Regions from separate parts of the Hordeum vulgare genome. Here region 1 is linked to region 2. Evidence: chromatin contacts called from public Hi-C data. All regions are on one chromosome and are shown on one strand. Each heading gives the region's core, a stretch centred on a gene start, on an enhancer-like site or on the middle of the called end of the contact. The rest is flanking DNA. Distances are from core to core; before and after follow the strand shown.

Region 1 (3,132 bases), core at 87-2,586, 93 kb before region 2:
AGCACCACATGAAGCCGCTTCTTTAACCAGAGTTTTCCGGATAGACGATCCCCCACAGACCTTGAGCTCCAAATTGATCTGCCAAATGTAAGTGGACCAACAAAGTGATGAGAATTTTTAGGGGAAAAAACTTTAAAAGAGAGAGTTGATTTTGAGGCAAATTCCCGGTGGTAGGATCAAAGGGCTACAAAGTCCTGCCCCCTGAACCTTTTGCAGCTCGACAAACATTGGCAGTAAATTTTAATGGTTGGAGGTGAAAACTAAGAGTTGTCAAAATTTCAAGCTGCCAAAACTTATAACGAAACAACAAAAGTTGGACCACCTGGTAAGCTATTGTCACCATCAAAACAGTACTAGTACTACGGAAGAGGTGGGAAGTTTTAAGTTTGAGCTAAAATCGAATGGACCATGAATTAATGACGGGTCAAATTGGGAGCTCTCCGTGACGAAAAAGGCAAGTGCTTTGAACCGCAGCCATTGAATAGAGGTCCGCAAGTCACTCTCGCGAATAATAAAGTAGTACTCGTAGCAAAAATAGAGAGCGTTTCGCGAAGCAGGGGCGAGCGGACGGACGGACCTGCTTGAGGTTGCAGAAGCCGTCGTACACGGCGAGCACCGACGCGAGCGAATCCGCGGCCTTCCTCCTCTCCTCCAGTCCGGCCCCTCCTCCGCCTCCTGAAAAAAAAGGGCAGAAAAAAGAGGATGTTAATCTCATAACAAAACCGAAGGAAAATTTTCGAAAGCGCGGAACACGAATTGGTCCTAGGAACAGAATCTGCAACGCGGAACTTGGTTTGGTATAAACCGAGGGCGAGAAAATCGGAGAGACGGGTGACCGTCGGGCGCCGGGTCGTGGAGTGGAGAAGGGGGGACGCACCGGCGGCGACGTGGAGGGCGACGACGCGGTCGCCGGCATTGGCGACCTTGACGAGCGCCCAGGTGAGGAGCTCGCGGCTGGCGGCATCCCACCTGATCCCGACCGCCACCGTCCTCCCGCTGCCCCCCGCCGCGTCCTCGGGCGACGGGCGGTGCCGGCGCGGCGTCGTCGCGGCCGCGGCCTCCGGGTGCTGCCGCGCGCCGTCGGGGACGAGGAGCCTCATGGCGGGCGGCGTCACGTTGCCTTCCGCCTCCGGCGCTCTCCCTCCGCTGCCTTTTGGTTCACGTTCCACTTGACTTGCCGCGGAGGACAGAGAGAGATGGGGGGGAGCGGAGCGCGGAGAGAGGAGCGTTGTGTTGTATCGGGGGGCGTGGGGGAGTGTGGGGAGGACGACGATCCGAGGGGAGGGGGCCTGCGTTTTATGCGGCTTTGTACTCTTTTTTTGTTTGCTGGGACGCGGTTAAGTACAAGACAATCTTAACGGCGCTGAGAGACATGCTTAATTGGTTTGCTAACTTATTCCTCGAAAAGTTAGCGCTTTATAACCGTTTTGGGGGAAGTGATTTGTAACTGTTTGTTGTAAATCAATGCCAGTTTATGGTGTCTGCTATGAACTGACACAAAAATTGTAATTTTAGTTTTTTTAAAGCATTAGATCTACTATTATATATTAAAAAAGCATCCCAAACATAATAAAAGTTAGACCGAGATTCAAACACCAACGAACAATCACTACCGCCGCAGAATAAGTCGTAGACGTGCCGTTGTAACTGATAAGGCAAGAATTAATATTACTAGAGAAAACCTTATACGAAGAGGCTTATGAGTAGCGTGCTTTTGCTGAGGACACTACTGCTACTTAGGGGTAGCTCGGTGTAAGAAGAGGCGCTGCAGGTAGTTATATACTAGCAGTGCGGGTACCGGAGACGACGCTACTGCTAAGGGGTCACATCGTCACCCATCGGGACTGCCCGTAGCAGTAGCGATGGGCCACAGACACGCGCTACTGTTATAGTGCTTCGCAATAGTGCGGTGCGACAACCGGCGCTACTACTAGTGTCACCTTATCCACACCCCCTTCCCCGTGCTCGTTTCCTGTCTCTCTCACTCCCCCTCTCACGCTCTTGCCACACCCCGCCGCCACTGTCGTCGCCCTCACCCACCACCTCCACCGTCCTACCGCTGCCACCGTCACTCCCGAGGTATCTCCCTCCCTCCTCCTCTCATCGCCCTCCTCTCTCATACCTCCTCCTTCCTCCCGCAGCCGTCCTCCCCTCCTCCCTCCTCCCCTCCTCCTATGACCAGCCTCCTCCCTCCTCCCTCCTCCTTCGACCGCCCTCCTCTCTCTTCTTCTTCTCTCTTCCTTCCTTATGTTGTCATCCTCTCTCCCTCCTCCTGTTGCCCTCCTCCCTCCTCCTCCTCCTCTTCACTCCCCACTCCTCCCACCTCCTCTCTCCTAATTAAGTAATGTTTTAGGTATAGGAATTTTCAGTTTCTAATTTCTGGTTTTAAGTATAGTATATGTAGTAGTAGATGTAGATGTAGTAGTACTTTCTAGTTTCTAGTTTCTAGTTTATAGTTGATCCTGTTAGTTTCTAGTTTCTAATTTACTCAATTAGTTAAAAATATAGTTGGTAGAAAAATCTATTCCACACTTGATTTAACTAGTATTAGAATAGAATGTAATTTTAAACGATGGTAGTTCGGGTTGTCTTTTAGAATGGTTTGAACATGTGAATAAATGAAAATGAAAATGACAATGAAAATAAAAATGAAATTGAAACCTCTGACTGGCCGATGTTTTGCCTGAATGTTGATTCATTTCCGTTCCGGCAAATTTCAAGCACTAGAAATGTTCTGTTTTTAGAAAAGGTTATGCCAAAATTTTGTCAGAATAGGAATTAGATGTCATTCCAGCAATAAGAGGAGGAAGCGACCAACATCGATGGTTGAAGTATCACAGGAAGAATCCAGACTGTTATCGTGGTGGGCGCTTCCTCCTTCGTTCCCGCGTGCTAGAGATTTTGGTAAGGCACATGGGGACGAAGGGAGGAGCGGCCATCACCGACGGTCGAAATAGTAGTGGGAGGGAGTGTCCACCAACATACACCACCATATCAGTATGAGAGAGTGTGCACCATATACACCATGAGGTATGAAAGTTTTTCAAGGAAGCCTCGACAAACTGAAACTCAATCCATGTTGATTTTTCATATACACCAATAGTTGTGGTTGATTTTTAGTCTTTGAATCAT
Region 2 (3,659 bases), core at 91-2,590:
TGTCCCGTCGTCGACGGAAACGTCTCCTACCATTGAATGTGTACTACGAAAATCCTGAAGTAATTTCAGAAATAATGTAAGCACGAGGACTTGAACCCTATTGGGCTGGGATAGCACTGTTTCTCTAATCATCCAATCACACGTGTTGGTTCGCCACACCCATATAATCTTAAAACATGTTGCATTGTATAAAACCAAGTCTACACTATGAAATATAACATGTATATATATGTTTAGTGATTCATACGTTGACGTTTTGTCAGGTTTGAGAAGGTTTGTTTAGCAACCTATATAAATTTACCTGCAATGATACTAGCAGAGAGTAGGTATGTTACAAGATCAAGAGACTTCCAACTTTCCCCTTTTATACGTTTGCTTAGAAAACATGCAAGGCTAGCCGCCTAGGTAGGACATAGTGGTACGTTTTGCTAGCCGGTGGCACGTCTTGGTTTTTATATTTGGAAAAGAAGGCTGCAGAAATATATTTGGTTTCTATATCTCCATTTATTTACAAGCTGGGAAACTCTCTCCCGTCTTGCCGCCGGGCACTGGACGCACCACCGTGAGCCCGTGACCGCGGCCGACTAGGGTTAGGGTCTAGGCGGCACAGCCTCGCGCGCGCAGTTGGACGTAGGCTTCCCGCCAGTCGACTGTCCCACACGCCTCATGCACGAGAGCTGCCTTAGAAAGTAACGGAGGAGCCGGCTCCTCGGCATTTTTGTATTGTGGATGGACTTGGACGATTTTGGAAGAAAGACAGCGGAACCTAATCCGACTTAACTATTACCGCTACGACGTCAGTGCATCAATCAACCGGCATCGGAGAGCGACGCGTATCATGGCATTTCCAGAATGCAGCCGTGTCCTATTTTTGTGATCGTCGAGCAGCCGATCGACGCAACTCTCGAGAGACGAAATGGGTGTGGCCTTCAAGCAACGAACTCCGTCCGAACGGTCGACGTCTGAAGGTCGTGGAACGTCGTACGTACTCCTAAGTGACAAGGCCCCGGAAAGGGGCAGTAGGCCGGCCCTGGCCCTACGTGACGCGCCGCTAGCCGTCGCCATCTCCGGCGTCAGACCCACCGCGCCAACCTCATTAAATGGCTCTTGGCTCTCCCTCTCTCTCTCTCTCTCTGCGTCCGTCCGCGCGCGTGCTGGACCGGACCTCCTCGTCGTCGTCAGCTTGTCTCTGTCGCTCGCCGGCCGGTCCACTCCATCCCATGGATTATGGATACACGCACGTACGAGCGAGCTCGCTCCATGCGGCCACGCGACCGTGCCCTGCTCCGAGGAGGCGTTGTCGATCGTCTAATTAAATTTTACTTCGTCGTCCATTAATTTACTTGAGCTATGATCGCGTCGCGCGTGTGATCATAGCAGCTTAGAGGGGGGCCGTGATCGCGACGGTGAGCGTGCGTGAACCCGGCCGTGATTAGTCCGTGGCTACGTTTTTCATCCCGACGTACGTGCGGGTTTTGGTTCGTTTTCAAGGCTGCGACTCGACGGAGATTGATAATTAATAACTAACAGGTTCAAGTTTGAATACTGATGGCGATGGGTTACTTAATTGTACTCTTACGACTTTTCTTTTACTCAAGTTTGCACCCTTTGTTAATCAGGTTTGATCCACCCGGTGGGTCAGATGACAATGCCATCAATCAACCGTAACATGTATCTCAAAAAAAAAAAAAATCAACCGTAACATGCATATGTACACGTACGGGCGTACCAATTTTTCGAACCCCTACTTCTCCCTGGTCCCTGCCGGTCGGATTATATTGCTCTAGGCCACGCCTGCTTTCGTGGCAGCTGGTACAAAATCAGTACTCGGTATCTCATACAACATACAAAATCAGCATCACCTTCATTTGGAACCATGCAGAGGCAAGCTGGCCATGCAATATTGGCACGTAGCAGTATCTCCAACTGACCGCGCGCATGATCACAGAAATCCGAATGCGTTGACCTAGCTGGATATACAGGTGAGAATGAGATGCTTATTAGGCTAATTATTCGTTGGTTAGCTGCGCAGCACGCGCGCACGTGTGCATGGCCATTGCCACGAGGTTTCTCTGCTATCTCGGCTGGGGCAGGAGGAGACAGACACAGCTCACACCTCAACAGAGCCTGCTGCTGCACCCTGCAGCATCTTGTTCCGTTTGATTGAGGGACCTGGACGGTGAATCGACCGTGCAACTAATTAGACTTATGATCCACCACCATCCTTTCCTAAGCACGAGCTAGCCGGGTACAGAATTAGCATTGGATAATGCCACTGGTTTCAGGACACCGCTGTATTAGCAGGTCAACTTACGTAGTATATAGATAGACGAGGTGAGATCCCTGGCTCCAACCAGCCAGCTTCTAATCCTAATCATTCTCTCCCTTGCTTGGAGTTAATTGCTTGGGTTCATCATTCATACGTGATTTGTGATCCAACGACTGTGAACGTCTGAACCGAAGGAACACCACAGCTAAGAGATGCCATTACGGACGGGGGTCGGTGGACTGACGAAGGTCCATGGCCATGGCCACCTCACCGCTAACGTACATGTGACCGCTGGTTGAGAGGCAGCACGCACGGAGCAACGTACGTGTCGTCTCTGGAGATTCCGCGTGTCGGGGCTCCTAGTTACAGCCCATGCACAGCTGAGATTACGTCTGTCCCCTCCACTTATAAGTCAATCCTTTCTTAAACAAAACAAAAAACGTAAATCAGTGACTTGTTTTGAGAAGAACGTAAATCAGTGATAAGTAGGGAGAGACGACCGTGAGTGTGTTCGGCTTAGCCCATGGGCTGTACTGGGCCGCGTGTGGCCAGCAGTGTTGTGTGTGAGTTGTACTTAGAGCATCTTTAGTAGAACCCTCAAACCCTTAAATCCAAAATCAGTTTTAAGGGTTGAGAATTGGTCATTTTTGACACTTTTAAGGGTTGAAAACAGAGGCAAAGACTAGAACCCTCAAACCCAACCCTTATAGCCTAGTTTTGAACACTATGAACATGCACGCAGAGGAACAGAGGATACAAAAATGACTTCAGCCGCGGAGGAGCTCACGCTCGCGCTGCCTGGACGAGGCCGTCTCGCGTACCGCGCGGTGGAGCTCCGCCGGGCGCCGCGGCCCCTCTCGGCGGGCGGCCGCGGCAGGCGCGGCGGCGGCGGCCGCGGCTGGAGCGCGGGGGGCGGCGGCGGCGGGCGGGGGCGCGGCGGCTGGAGCGCGGGGGGCGGCGGCAGGCGCGGCGGCGGCGGGCGGGGGCTCGGCGGGCGCGACGGCGGCGGATGGAGCGCGGGGCCGGGGCCTGGGCGCAGAGGGGCGGCGGGGCCGGGGCCGGGGCCGGGGCGGCGGCCGGAGCGCGGGGGGCGGCGGGGCGGCGGCGGCCGGAGCAACTTCCTCGCGCGGGCGGGAACCAACTGCCTCCCGCGCGAGGTGGGAAGTGGAGTACGGGTTGGGGGCAGTTTCCCCCCCCCCCCCCCCCCCCCAACCCTCACTTCTACAGGCTGGGAAAGGGTTTGAGGGTTCGACCTCTAAATTTTTTTACGGGTTTAAGGGTTTAAGGGTTCTAGTCTACGCCGTTTTTCCGATGAAAACTGTAAAAAAAACGGTTATTTTTAAGGGTTTGAGGGTTTGAGGGTTCTACTAGAGATGCTCTTAGTCCTCTA

The links. A called contact is a pair of places that touch in the nucleus more often than the background predicts.
Region 1: a contact with region 2 is called in a Hi-C map of leaf, with 5 times the contacts expected there. The contact joins the promoter of LOC123447924 here to the enhancer-like site in region 2. A contact is called at or near these places in 2 of 6 Hi-C or Micro-C datasets (leaf and seedling).

The regions. Positions count from the first base shown.
Region 1 is chr4H:72,981,825-72,984,956 of MorexV3_pseudomolecules_assembly, reverse strand. It overlaps LOC123447924 (probable receptor-like serine/threonine-protein kinase At5g57670), which reads right to left and starts at 1,336. Exons shown (of 12, transcript XM_045124651.1): 1 at 878-1,336; 2 at 578-675; 3 at 1-78. The coding sequence starts at 1,100.
Region 2 is chr4H:72,888,737-72,892,395 of MorexV3_pseudomolecules_assembly, reverse strand. No RefSeq gene overlaps it. Among protein-coding and RNA genes, the nearest start is that of LOC123447924, 93 kb to the left of the region's middle. Within about 2 kb of position 1,340, at least 3 of the 3 cell types and tissues checked have open chromatin away from gene starts, as enhancers often do. A contact at or near this core is called in leaf and seedling, where this site is marked.